Linked DNA regions of Mus musculus: region 1 is linked to region 2. The links are chromatin contacts, called in public promoter capture Hi-C maps. All regions are on one chromosome and are shown on one strand. Each heading gives the region's core, a stretch centred on a gene start, on an enhancer-like site or on the middle of the called end of the contact. The rest is flanking DNA. Distances are from core to core; before and after follow the strand shown.

The links. Capture Hi-C pulls out chosen DNA fragments and counts their contacts.
Region 1: a contact with region 2 is called in a promoter capture Hi-C map of adipose tissue. The contact joins two enhancer-like sites. A contact is called at or near these places in 2 of 484 Hi-C or Micro-C datasets (embryonic stem cells and nephron progenitors), 1 of 115 datasets of contacts at active chromatin or transcription factors (embryonic stem cells) and 3 of 9 other capture datasets (adipose tissue, liver and pancreatic islet).

Annotation. Positions count from the first base shown.
Region 1 is chr4:137,638,571-137,645,362 of GRCm38.p6, reverse strand. Usp48 (ubiquitin specific peptidase 48) reads right to left here. Exons shown (of 27, transcript NM_001355588.1): 22 at 6,053-6,157; 23 at 865-1,020. Among named protein-coding and RNA genes, the nearest start is that of Usp48, 48 kb to the right of the region's middle. Within about 2 kb of position 1,697, at least 76 of the 459 cell types and tissues checked have an H3K27ac peak or open chromatin away from gene starts, as enhancers often do. A contact at or near this core is called in adipose tissue, where this site is marked.
Region 2 is chr4:137,523,483-137,531,043 of GRCm38.p6, reverse strand. It overlaps Hspg2 (perlecan (heparan sulfate proteoglycan 2)), which reads right to left. Exons shown (of 97, transcript NM_008305.3): 34 at 2,147-2,239; 35 at 1,801-1,881; 36 at 1,471-1,701. Among named protein-coding and RNA genes, the nearest start is that of Mir7018, 11 kb to the left of the region's middle. Within about 2 kb of position 3,538, at least 14 of the 459 cell types and tissues checked have an H3K27ac peak or open chromatin away from gene starts, as enhancers often do. A contact at or near this core is called in adipose tissue, where this site is marked.

The DNA of each region.
Region 1 (6,792 bases), core at 448-2,947, 120 kb before region 2:
CTCCAAGTAACCGGAGACACAACTTTCTCCTCTCCGCGGGCACCAGGCACCCACGTGGCCCACATGCAAGCAAGACACTCATACACATGATAAATAAACCTAAAAACAAGTTTTATAATAAAATTTTCTGGACTCCACATGCATACGTAGGAACACAGTAGCCATGGATTGCTCTGGGAGATTAACCAGCTCTCTTGGTGCCTTCCATACCAGCTACAGGGAAAACTATTAAAAAAAAAAAGTAATTTTTTGTTCTAGGTAAGGGATTGTGGCTGCAGTGATGAAGGTGGTTTGCAATAGTCATCTGGGGAAGAAAGTCCACAATGAGTATGACACTACAATGGTGGGGATCTAAAGAAACTACGAGCAACCCTCACAACAAGGTCATTCTTAAAATGTGGTATTTGTTTCAGGAAAACTATCTAATTCATGCTGGAATGGATCTGAAACTACCAACAGAGAGGAGCTCCTTGCCCTTGGATGTTCTTCTTAAACAATTCATATGAATAACCTGGCTCAGTGGTGCACGCCTTTAATCCCAGCATTCAGGAGGCAAAGTGGACTAGAGTTTCCCCACAGCCAAGGCTATACATAGAGAAACCCTACAATAAAAACAAACAAACAAAAAACCAAACCAAATATATAAAAACTTTAAGGGAGTGTGCTAATTTTAACTTGGGGGTCTTATAAGCATATTAAAAAAACAACAACAAACAACACACAAAAATCCTCTCCTCTTGGCTAACTACCACAAGTAGGCAACTAGTTAAAAGCTCAGCTCCAGGAAACAGGTTAAGTCCATAAAGCAAGGATAGAAAGGGATCAATCCACACAGGCCACACAAGTGAGCAAGCATTCCCTCACCTGAATCTTCAATTCTTTTAACGTCTGGTTGGCAGACACCAACAGTGCCTTCTCTCCCCGAACCTTCCTGTGCCTCGTGCTCCTCCGGATGACCTGCTTCTGGTAGGCCACATAGCCCTGTTGGGATGTCTTCTGTCGCTTGGTACTTCCATTGCTCTGCAAGATGCCAAAGAGAAAGCTCTGGGATTACCCTGCGCGGGAGCTTCTTTGAGTAAACAGAAGCTGGATACACCACTCCTGAAACCCTGTGAATCAAGCACAGTGCATCCAAGAGTCTACAGAGGTAAGCTGGTTTATATATGATGGGTGTGTGTGTCAGTCAACCTTAACTGCATGTAAGAAACCTAAGTGTTTGGTATACGAAACTTTCAGAAGGAAGGAAGTTTCACCTTCAGCAGCAGTGGCGATGACCTCTCAGCTGCGGCTGCCCTTTCCTAATCCTAGCACTGGAGTGCTGAGGCAGGGGTTCTGAACTCAAGGCCAGGCGAGGGTTACACAGCAAGGCCCAGGACGAGTGAGACGTCTCTCATGCCCAGCCAGACAGTGAGTTTGTTCCACAGGACGCACACAGTGAGAACCAACTCCTTCAAATTGTTTTCTGACCTCTACTGCACACAACACACACACACACACACAAACACAAAATGCATTAAAGAGTTAGTTAAAAACAACAAACATAAGCCAATAGATTGAAATTTCAAGATTATAGAACTTCCTAAATAAATTCTAATTTTCTTGTGTTATACATTTTCTTCTTGGGAGTGGGGAAGAGTTCATGTGCCATAGGCTGGCCTCCAAACCCCTGTGACTCACAGGATGACTTTGCAATTCTAATCTCCAGCTCCACCTCCACAGTGCACAATTAAAGCAGTGCATGATCTGTTCAGGTTTATGGTGCTGGGGATGGAGCCCAGGGCTTCTGTACGCTGGGCAAGCACTCTATCCAATGAGCCCCTTCTCCTTTTGAGAATAATATGAAAGCTAAATACCAACTGCAAAATGAGACGTTAGACTGTACTCAAGACATCAAAGATACTTTTACTAAAAACAAGATACTGTGTTTCTTGATGTACTGGTGGTAGAGAGAGGGAAAACAGCTTTAGCTGTAAAGTATTCTTGTAAAAACTGTTTAAAAAAACCATAAATGAATGCTCAGGCCCAGCTTACAATTTAGAGAAAAGTTAATACACGGTACAGGCAATGCCGGTAAAAAACAAGGTGAGGTGCTCTCCAAGACCCTGGTCTAGATGGAAGCCACCAGTCACGCAGACCATGCCAGTGGCATCAGTTTGGGTTTGAGAGGAAGTTGGTGGACACAAAGTCATGCCTGCTAGCTTCTCTTAAACACACTGTAAGCACTGCAGGACTGTGTTTATCCTTCGATACACAGGATCAAGCATTCAGAACTTCACCATCACTGAACTGACCTAAGCATTCAGCAAAAAAGCAGGAACTATATATGGGCACAAGATACAGGCTGTACTAGTCTTTAGAAAAGAGAATAGCAGGGGCCAAATGTTCCAGAACATCTTTTGGTGTGTTTTGAAAGCATCTCACTCATTATGTAGGTCTGCTACATAATGTGGGCCTGCTCTGTACTGCAGGCAGATCAGCCTTCCATGCTGGCAGTAGTGTTTGTGGCTCTTTACTTACAAAGCCCTCCCTGGGGGGTTAACAAGCCAAGATTCTCTTGTTAACCAAGCCAGGGAATTAAAGTGGGATTTTTATTCCCACTTTCCCATTCATATTACTAATGTGTTTTGTAATTCATAAAGCAGCTACCAGGGCAGAGACTTTTCTCAGGTCTCTGGCCACTGGCAAGGCTCTGCCCAATCTAGCCACAACTTCCATTTCTAAGAAAAAGTCAACTTAGCAGTCACAAAAACAACATCCAACTGAAAAAGAGGACATTATCTACAGACAGAAGGTATCCACTGTACAATCCTAACCTCACCCCATGCCCCAGCCAAAAGGTCTCAGGCATCAACTAAAATCTTTTCAAATTGATTTTAAGAGGATCTAAAAGCTTTTCCTGGAATTATTGTCCTTTAACCCATGTCAACCTGCTAAAACCAGTAGAGCAGTGGTTGTTTTTCCCCAGTCACTGGATTTAAAAGGCTTCCAGTTACCTAAGTGATACCTACTGAGTGTATCATTAACCTGAATTTTAGATAACACAGAAGGAACTTGGTTGATCTGGCTTAGAGAGGAGGGCAGGGAATTTGCTCAGCTCCATTAAGGAGCACTAATGCTTGCTTTATGGCGTGGGATTTACTTCAGTGAAACCAGTGACCCATGTTCTGAGAAAAAAGAGGGAGGGGGGTGCGGGAGGTGACATTCTGAAGACACTAGGTATCCCCAGGGACTAACTAGTTACTATGCTCTAAACAGAGGGTTAGAGCTGAGATCCCCGCCCTGCCTTGAACCAAAAGTATTTAAAACATTCTAGGATATTACAATATCCAAACATGGACAAGGGAATCGGAGGAAAATTATAACATGTACAAAATAATTATGGCGTAAAGAGCAATCCTCTAACATTCTGTATTGTATTTGTTCATGTGAACTCTGCTGCAATCCACAACTAAAGGCAGGAATCCCACATCCACCTGAGAACATTGCTGTGGTTGTGACCACAGTGAATAAAACCGGATGCTCAGAGAAAGAGTCAGACTTTAAAGTCTGAGTCACAGGAAAATGCAGCGTTTGCTCAACAAACAAGGCTTGGACTGAAAAACAAAGCTGGAAACAGAGAGACACACTTCTTCGAAATCCTAGAGGGCCCTCTTAGCAGCCAGGCAGGGGTGTCCACACCAGCAATCCCAGCATTCTAGATGCCAAACTAGATTATGGGATCGAGGCCAACCTGGGTTACGTGGCACAGCAAGCCTGTGTCTCAGAAAGGAAAAAGAGCTAACAGAGAAAACTTGACTCCACAATGTCAGGAGATTGACAACAGACACAAACAGATCTGAGTAGGGCAATAGAGCGCCTCAGTCAGAAAACCCTGCATGACCACAGAACGCTCTGAGGCCATGGGCCATCAAGCTTGACAAGGGATAAATACCAAATTTGCCTGTCCACTGTCCAAGAGATGGACATAAAACAGTGGTTTTGCTCATTCATGGGTTTTTGTTGTTGTTTTTTAAAGTTATTTTTATAGGATTCGAACAAAGCATAGATAACAATGACATCCTTCCATACCAGCAAGTACACACAACATTTATTTACCTTGGGCTGATTAAGACCTAAGACTTTATGTACGCAGTGTTCTGCCCGCATATGTCCCTATATGCCAGAGGAGGGCATCAGATCCCATTACAAATGGTTGTGAGCCAACACGTGGTTGCTGGGAATTGAACTCCAGACCACTGGAAGTACTCTCAACCACTGAGCTATCTCTCCAGCACCAAACTTAAGACTTTCTTCATCAACATTAAATAAAGCAGCAAATCACACCGTGACAGTGCACGCCTTTAATCCCAGTACTCTGGAATAAGAAAGAGGCAGATCAATCTCTGAGTTCAAGGCCAGCCTGGACTAGAGTGATTTCCAAGGTCAGATATACATAGAGAAACCCTCATGAAAAAACCTACCAACCAACCAGAAAAACAAAGAAAATGAAAAAAAATGAACAACAGCAGCAACAACAATAACAACAAAAAACCCAAACCAACCCAAACAAGCAAAAAACAAACAACCAAAACAAAACAAAACAAAACAAAACAAAAAACAGTGGTATACCAACAGCAGACCAGCATGTTCAAAGACTGTGCTCTGGATTGGATGAGGCAAAGGGCCACTGAGGCAGAAGCTACGCATAATTTGACTACCAGGTCTCAGGGTAAAGATGTCCCAGCTATTAAGAGTAAAACAGGCAGCCCAGAGAAGGTGCTGAGTTCCAAACTCAGGCCTCTTGGAGAGGCCATGCTCTCAACCACTGAACATCTTCCCCAGTCCCCGACACAGTCAATCTTAGTAGAAATTGATTATGGTGGAGACTGAAGGGCTAATATCATCTTCCTCCATTTATCACAAATCCTAGTTGGCAGGCTGTGTGGTGATGGTGCACACCTTTAATAACAGTACTTGGGGAGAACAAAGGCAAGTAGATCTCTGTTGTTCAGAGCAAGTTCCAGAACAGCTAGGACAATGGGAAAACAATGTCTTGGGGAAAAAATAAAAAGACTGCCAGTTTGTTACCAAGACAGAATCAAAGCGAATATTTTCATTCCAGCTTAAAATGATATATTTTGCCTTTAAAATCTCATTGCATCATCATCATTATTATTTGACGTTTCCAGGGGTTACTGAGATGAAGCAGTGCTGCTTGTGGAGGTCCATTTTCAGTTCCAAGGAACACAGACATCCACGGCCTCTGGCTTCTGAGGGCAGCTAAACTCATGTGTAATATACCCATACCCAAGCACATAGAGTTAAAAATATCATCTTAATTACATTGTGTGCACAGGCATGTCTGTAGATCTTAGATAACTTGGAGTAGTTGTCGTGTCGTATCATCCCCCCCCCCCCCACACACACACACAGTGAGTTTCCCAGGAAATGAACTCAGGTTGTCAGGTCTGGCTGGTGCCTTTATCAGATCCCACAAAGCTCGCTCAAGTTACAGCTGCCTGAGGTGGGAGCTGGGAACCAAACCCAGGACTTCTGTAAGAGTAGGGCCTGCAAACTCTTAATCCTCCTGCCTCAGTTCAGGAAAGCAAGACTGTGCTTGTGTCACCACACCTATGGCCATAGCCGCTCTTGCTTTGTCTCTAGACAGTCTCACTTTGGGCCAAGATGGCTTCAAGGCACGGGTAGGTGCTCCTGCCTCAGCCTCCCCACTGGTCTTAGACGTGAGCACTTTTCATTTGTTTCTCTGTAGACCAGGCTGGCCTCAGACCCAGACCCCCACTTAGCAATGCCTGTAAGTGCTTTGGCACGATGCTGTGCCACCACAGCCATCACACAGTTACTTTTTCTTCCTTAAATGAACTTCGGAGGATATGCAGACCTTTTTTTTTTAGGGGTGAAGGGAAAAATTAGCTACAGCGTGCTATAAAAACTAAGAGTTAAAAGTGTAGAACAAGTAGGGAGGGACCCAGAAAATACCCAGCCAGGGAAGACGGACAGCAGGGGGCTGTTGCGGACAAAGACACAATGATGGAGTACTTCAATACAAACGTACTTGATTAAAGTCAGGATCCTTCTCCCCATCTGGCTTAGCCTCCTCCTTGTCTTCTTCCGTCTCAGAACTACTCACATTCAACTCGGGGGCCGAGTCCTTCATCACCTCAACACACCAGAAGCAGAAAGAGGAGTCAGGCCTAGGGCCTATGAGGTGTGGGTGGGTCAGGAACAAGAACTACTTTCATTGCCCTTTAGTTTCTTATCGTCTAACCCTGTGGATTATTTGTTTATTCATTCACTTTTATTAAGGGGGGGTGGTGGTCATCTGACTATTGTTGTTCTTGCTGTCCTGGAACTCACTATGTAGACCAGGGCCACCATTTTAATCCTATAGCTTCATGGGTATGTATGTGCTCAGGAGCTCAGGTGCTAGAAACATCAAATTCCTATCCTCTGACAGGAACGGGGACATGGAAAGAGGATGTGGTCTTCTGCATGATTCTGTGGACAATGCTACTAAACTCAAGTTTACAAACGATGGCTGAAGGAGCTCCTCCTCCCACCAGGTAAGTGGGCTGAAGGTCAAAAGGGTAAAAGAAATCCCGGGGGAAGTGGAGATGCTTATATTAAGTTCCTTTTCTCAGCAAGTTCAGATATAAAGGCCTTTATTTAATCTGTGAGCAGAACTCTACACCTGTCATGCACACTTTGAAAGGCAGCATTCTAAAACAATGTATTTAGTAGCTAGCATCAAACACTAAACTGTTTTTAATTCTCCAAACCCTGGAGTCTAACTGA
Region 2 (7,561 bases), core at 2,289-4,788:
GGCTTTGCATGCATTAGTTAGTGATCCTGCCAGGCCTGGTGACACACATCTGGAATCCCAGCACTTTAGGAATGGTGACAGGAAGACTGGGATGTTCAAGGCTAGCCCCTGCTATATATCAAGCTCAAAGCTAGCCTGAGCTTATATAAGCCCCTGCCTTGAAAATTCAAATCAAACCAAAACCAAAACCCACGCCAAACAGGCACAGTCATAGGGGAAGCACACACAGCATGGCAGATGTTGGAGATGAAGGATCTCAGGTCTGGAGAGCGGGCGGTTCTCTCTCTACCCTGCCCTTCTGTCAAAGGCCTCCTTTCCACAATACATGGTCAGGTGATGGATATCTTGGGCTGAGCTGCAATAGGCACAGGGCACAGAGGCGCTTCCCAACAGCTCTTCCTTCAAATGAGGCAAACTTGGTATCTCTGAGGAGCATGAATTTCCACACTGGGATTTGGAAGGTCGGTGGCCCCAGATAAAGCATAGGGACATTAAAGTGTAGAGACGTGGGCTTGCTACAGCTATACCCAACTCCTGGCCTCCCTGCCACCCACCCCCCCTGGAAAGGGTTCTGCTACCTCATCTGATGTTGAAAGAGTCAATGTCACGTGTAGGGTAAACTCCTGTCCACCTGGAGCTGAGAGCTTGGGCCACATCTGGCAGAGACTCCCAGGAGCTTCAAAGTGACAGACCTCTGTCCCACCCACGGACCCTCGCTACACAGTACACCATGCCTCGATCCGCATTCAACAGACACATTGTCCCTGTGTGGCTCCGATCATGGGATGCCTATAGCAGCATGACTGCCCCACTTCAGGGCCTTGTTCTAAGCTATTCACAGTGACCCGGCTGCAGACCCAGCCACCATGTGCTTCTCCTGAAGCCTACAGTGACATCACTCCGTGCTGTGCGCCTGAGGCATGTCCTTGCTCAGCTCTGAAAGTCTTATGTGCTTGAGCGTGTCTCCCCATCTGCCATTTTTTAGGCAGTAGTGGCTGCTGGTTAGGACAAACAGACTTTGGAGTCCATCAGATCTAGGTTCACGTTAGTCCCCCGCATGTTGACTGTGTGCCCCTGGGTAAGTCACCTATCCCTTGGAGAGTTTGTTTCTATCAGTTAAAGGGATGGCTTGGGGCTGGAGAGCTGGCTCAGAGGTTAAGAGCACTGACTACTATTCTAGAGGCTTTCAGTTCAATTCTCAGCAACCATATAGAGGCTCACAACCATCTCTAATGGGATCCAATGCCCACTTCTGGTACATCTGATAGCTGCAGTATATATATAAAATCCTTAAAAAAAAGTCTTTAAAGGGATGGCTTGGCTCTTAGGGAGTGACCACAACAATGTGAGAACAAAAGTCACCTAACTGAGCGAGCAGTTACGGCCTATAGCAGTGGTTACTGACCAACCACTTTGCACACACCATGGCACTGGAGCGGATGCAGCCAGGCCAGCCAGCCACACACCCACCTGGCAGGACAAGCCAACATAGCCTGGGGGGCAGCGACACTCTTCCACCTCGAGGGCTCGGGGTCCACTGGAGGGCCCTGGCTGGGCCACTTCTAGGCTCACGGCACTGATACTGGCTGCCCGTGGCACAGAGGAGAATGTGGCCCGCACCAGAAGTTCATCCAGATCTGCCAGGGCCATGAGCAAATGCTCTCGGGTCGCAGGCTGTCCATCTGGCCGCCGCCAGAACTCCTGTGTAGGGGGACAGCAAGTGTCAGTGGAAGCTCTGGGCCACATCTCCTGAACTTGTAGACCTGTGTGCCTGGGGAGTCAAAGGCAAGTGCTACCCACCTCTCGGAAGATGATCTCATAGCTCCTCCTCTCTGGGCCCTGTAGTGCTGGCTGGGAAGCCACCAACATGATGTTATTGCCCTGCAGAGACACCAGCAAGGTTAGGAAGGGTACTTAGGGCAGGGGTACCCACCAACCCCAGGCTCTCCCAACCACTTGGACTCTCGTCCGTCCACACCCCCAAGCTCATGCGTCTGCCCACTGTGCCCATGGACAGCAGCCAGGCTAAGAACTTGGGAGTAGCCAGCCATGCAGTGGCAAGGAGACCACATTGGCTAGCTGGGTATTGGGACCGTGGCTTCCACTTACTCTTCTGCCTGACCACGGTGGATTCTAATGAGCTCACCGTAATCTGGATATCAGGGTCCAAGAGTGGGCTGCCCTGTGGCCCGGCTGTGTAGGAGAGGGTGTACCGCAGCTTCCCGCCATAGGCTGCCACCTGTGGAGGGACAAGATCTCACAGGTAAGGGGCAGAGCCTCTTGCTCCTGTGTGTCACACCCTAACCTCAGAAGGCCAGAGCTCGCACCACAGAGAGGCTGAAAGGCCCTCTCAGTTCCTCTCCAGCCTTCCTCATGAGAGGACATCTTTCCCTCCCGTTCTCCATTGCCTGACAGTCAGTCAGCAAACTCTGAGTCCCTTTTTATGTGTAGGCATTTCCCATAAAATGACAAGAGTAATAGCAGTGAGACGCTGCCAAGATCAGAAATTTTAGCTCAGGGCTTGGGGTCTGCATGGGTTCGGAGGCCTCGTCTCCTAGGTTTCTGGCTTTGGATCTGTCTAGAATTTACTTCCTTCTTTCTGTGAACTACATCCTTGTTCTCTCTCTCTCTCTCTTTCTCTTAAATTATTTACTTTATTTTAGGTGTGTATGTGTAGTACAATAATCCATGAGTGTATGGAAGCCTGTGGAGGTCAAAAGAAGCCTTAGATCCCTGGCACTGGAGTTACAGGGGGTTGAGTTGCCATGTGGTTGCTGGGAATTGAACCTGGGTCCTCTGAAAGAGCAGTCAATGCTCTTAACCTCTGAGCCACCTCTCCAGTCCCCTCCTTGTTCTCTTTATATAACAACCTTCTGGTACGCACGGGTCCCTCCCATCTGCTGTGGAGAGCAAGCCAGCCAAGCCTGCCCAATTAACACGGTTCTAGATCAGGAAGGGAGATGGGTGGGGTCCGTCCCAGTGTGACCAGACGCAAGGTGGCCATGTATTCCTCTTCCCAGCTGGGGAAAGGACAGTGCACCTGGCACACCTCTTTCATTCGGGACAGGGAAACTCCTATCTCCCATGGGACCAGAAGCAACACAATGAGAAAAAACCCCCTATGAGTGTCTGTATCCAGCTGTCATCCTTGGACCCTGTGGTTTCATGAGCCATTCTATTGTTTGATTGTTATTGTTTATTTGTTTGTTCTTTATTGTGGACAAACCACCTGGACTTGTGTCTCTGTAGGCATGGTTAGAAGGTTTAGTTTTGTAAAGGGCTCATTCACCCTGGCAGCTGAGGTCCCAGCTCTGACCCCTGGACTTTCTTCCCTCTCCTTCATCACCAGGGCAGACAGCTGGCTGAAAACTACCCAGCACAGAGTGTCTGTCTGGTTCAAGTGCGTTCATTCAGTGGGTGAATATTGATCAAACACCAGTTGGCTACACGCCAGGCCCTGGGTGACATAGGCCCCAGGGCTATTCTCTTAACAACCCAGGGTGTGGTAAGAAACTTATTAGAACAACCAGATTACAACGGAAACAACTGGATTCCTGTTTGTTTTGGATGCCAGTGAGTTCACAGTGTCATCTGGGAGCAGCTTTCTAGGAAGTGGAAGGCGTGTGCCACACAAGGATGTTAGTCAAGGTCTAGAGATGCCAGCTCTGCTGTCTGGACAACTGTGGACACGCTTACTTTGAGCCCTACTTCCCTCACCTGCAGATAGGAGAAAAAATACTTTAAAGGGCACCTCGAGGATTACATAGCTCAGGCCACATACAGGGACACACTCATCTTAGTGCAGAGAACACACTTGAAGGCCAATGGCTCTCCCCTTCTTATGGTACCCACCCAGATTCTGGTAGACTCTTACCTCACTTCCTCTGGACCTGCTTGGCCTAGACTGGCTGCTGATTGCAGTCTTACACGTGTTAATCAAATCCTGCCTCCCTCCTCCAACTGCTGGCGACCAGACCTGGGCCTTAAGCATTCTACCACTTACCACTAAGTCAATGCCCTGATCCCAAGGTATACACAATATGAAGAGGCTCTCTCTGTCACATGGGGACAAGGAGGCAAGGTAGGAGCCATATCAACTTGAATGTTAATGTCAGGGTAACAGTAACAACACCCAGGATGGTGGCGGTGGCTCTGTTGGTAAAGTGTTTATGTGCAAGTGTGGGGACCTGGGTTTGCTTCTCAGAGAACTGCCCCCCCCAAAAAGTCCTGGGCATTCTAATACTGGTGAGACAAAAAGAGTGACCCCAGGGACACCGTGAGTGGCCAGCCTACTCCGGTAAGCTCCAGTCCAGTGAGAGACTGTGTCTCAAAAAAACAAAGAATAACAGCGGGAGTTGTCCTCCAGCTTCCAGAGGCTCATGTGCATATGCAAGTGTACACACACACACACACACACACACACACACACACACACACACACACACGAGAGAAAGACAGCGACATTCAGAGTGCAGGACTGGTAAAAACAGTGAAGAGTTCTGGAAGGCCAGCCCAGTAATTGCCTCTGTACTGATAATACAGCACCCAGCAAGTGCCTAATAAATGCACCCCCTGACACCCCCCCCACACACACACACATGGCCCTTCCACTTCCAGGTTACCTTGTTCCCTAGGAAGGCTCGGGGCAGCTGCCAGTAATAGAGGCTTCCAGGCAGCAGAGAGAAGCCCTCGTAGGAAAGTGAGAACTAGATCAGAAGAATAGAAGGGAAGAATGGGGTACAGGCGCCCCAGCAGGGACCCAGAACCCACCCAACCCCACAGCACACGCCCACCATGCTCTCTGGGTGACCTGCTTCCTGCTATGGGCCCAGGTCCTCTAGATGTTCTTTCTAAGCATGGTCTTGTTTTGCCTTGAATACGGTGTGTCCTTCCGGAGGACCCCAGGATCAGTGGGGCACATGGTAAACACCTAAAACTCCAGTGGCTCTTCTTATGTATGTATGTATGTATGTATGTATGTATGTATGTATGTATGTATTTACATATATGTAAAAATGTAGCTGGAGCTGAATGTGAAGGTGCACACCTTTAAATCCCAGCATTTGGGAGGCAATATGCAGGTGGGTCTCTGTGAGTTTGAGGCCAGCCTGGTCTATCCTGGTAAGTTCCAGGACAGCCTTGGCTACATAATAAGATCCTATCTTGAAAGAAAGAAAGAAAGAAAGAAAGAAAGAAAGAAAGAAAGAAAGAAAGAAAGAAAGAAAGAAAGAAAGAAAGAAAGAAAGAAAGAAGGAAAGAAAAAAGTAGCCAGAAAACACAACAATGTAGCCACAGGATTGTGGATGTAACTCATAGCTTTTACTCAACTTGCATGAAGCCCTGGCTTCCATCCAAAAGATGGGATAGAGGGCATAGTAGCACACATTTATTATCCCATGACTTTGGAGATAAGGCAGGTTGATCAGGAGTTCAAGGTCACCCTTGGCTATAAAGTAGTCAGCCTGGGCTACAGCGAACTGTCTCAAAAAAAAAAAAGTGGTTGGGTATGATAGTGTGTATCTTTAATCTCCATATTTTGGAGGCAAAGACAGGAGGATGAACACAAGTTCAAGGCCAACCTGGTCTCTGTAGAGAGATCCTGTCTAAAGAAGAAAGAATAAAAGAAAAAGAAAGAAAGCCAAGTGTCAGGCAGACATGGTTAGTATCCCAGCACTTGAGAGGCTAAGACAGGATTCTGAACTTGAGGTCAGCCTGGGCTGAAGTGAGACTGTCTCAAACCATAAGGATAACTATAATTGACTCCCTATCTGGTGTGATTAAAGTGGCGCCTGAAGTCAATGATAGTCCAGGGAGTCTCATGGAATAGCAAACTGCTTTGGAAATGGCTAGAGTCTAGGAAGCATGGTGGGCGGGCCCCTCAGTGAGTGACGGGGTACATACCTGAGAGTCTGCTGGGGAAGACAGAGAAGTGGAGGAGGAGGAGGAAGAGGAGGAGGGAGAGGAAGAGGAGGAGGGGGGACCTGCTCGTAGAGCGGCAGCTAGCTGGGGGCTGGGGTGCAGCCCACGAGGAGGGGGTTGGGGATGGGCAGCAAAGCTGGCAAGAAGCTGCCAGATCTCAGCATCCATCCGCCTCTGAGCCTCATTCACCTGGGGACGAGGAGAGGAAGAAGTAGAGGACAGGAAGACATGGACAGAAAGACACCCATGAGGCTTGAGGCTCTGCCTTGCCCCAGGCTGAGCCCTCCCCATCCCATTCCCCAGTTCTGGGCCACCCATATGCCTGTGTGGATGTCCCCTATCCTCTCCTTGTGCCCTCTGCCTTCTCACTCCTAGAAGGCAGGCAGAGCATTTTGGGATGAGTATGGGCTGGGTCTGCTGGGGAGGAACCATGCCCAGGGTGCCCAGCAAGGGGAGGATAGAAAGTTCTGTGGCAGCCATGGGTGGGGTGGGGGAGTGGGGTGGACAGCTGCCCACAGCCCTACATAAGCCATTCTGGCGTGTCTGTAGAACACTGGAGTATGCTGGCCTAGACAGGCTTGGGGGAAGGTGAACCAGGAAAGCCTGGGTTTTGGTTCAAGGTCTGGCCCCTAGGTCCCCAGACAGAGCCTGCGCTTGCCTTAGGTTACCTGTGATGCCCGTTGTGCCCGGCCCCTGCCCTCTGGGTCCCCAAGGATCCTCCCCGTTGTCACAGCTGCCCGCCACTGTTCCTCTGAGAGGGATGTGCGGTTCTGATGGGGTGGAAGTCACAAGCCGTCTCAGCCCTCACAGGGCTCAGAGTTATAGACAGCGTCTTCTCCATACATGGTACCAGCAAGGAAGGCCACAGTGACTAATGAGGGAGGCATACCCCATCTTGGGGCTGATACATAGGGTTACTCCAGGCTACTGGAAGGGCACATGCATAGGTTAATGGTGATTGCTGGCAAATATACAGAAAACTGGGGAGCCAGCCACAGTCACATAGATTAACATCAAGCTAGTTTTCCTGTCCGCAGACCTCCAACTGTTGGCACCAGAAACACACCACGTGGCTGGTGGGCCATAGCACAGCACACACCCCTCCTGCTCTCCTTGGTAGTACAGGCTCAAGCAGGGCACCCATGGGTGCAGGGCATCTCCCATGCAGGCTGAGGGTAACCATGACACATCCTGTATCGCATCCCCATTTCACACCACTCAACAAATGGCATACCTGGTGAGCCCGGCGTAGCCGTGCAAACTGAGCCTCCCTCTGTGTGTGGGACAGCGGGAAGCACCAGGGGAGGAGACAGAGAGAGGTCTGAGAGAGGCCAGAAGAGAAGGAGCCAAGGAGAAGAACGCACCAGAAGGCAGCCAGGTTGGACAGAGGGGTGGCACCTGTTTCTCACCAAGGAGCAGGGACTGGAAGGTCTCAAAGCCCCCCTGTAGTGACTGGATTGGGGTGCAGCTGAATGGGCACGGGCCTCTGCTGGTGGGGGACTCACATACTAAGTCCCATGTGCCATGCTTCTATGGCCATGACTCCTTGAGAACCATATGTGGCTGCTTAGGGGTGTGTGTGTGTGTGACTTTTATTTATTATTTTACTTTTATTTATTTTGATTCAGGGGCATTCATTGAT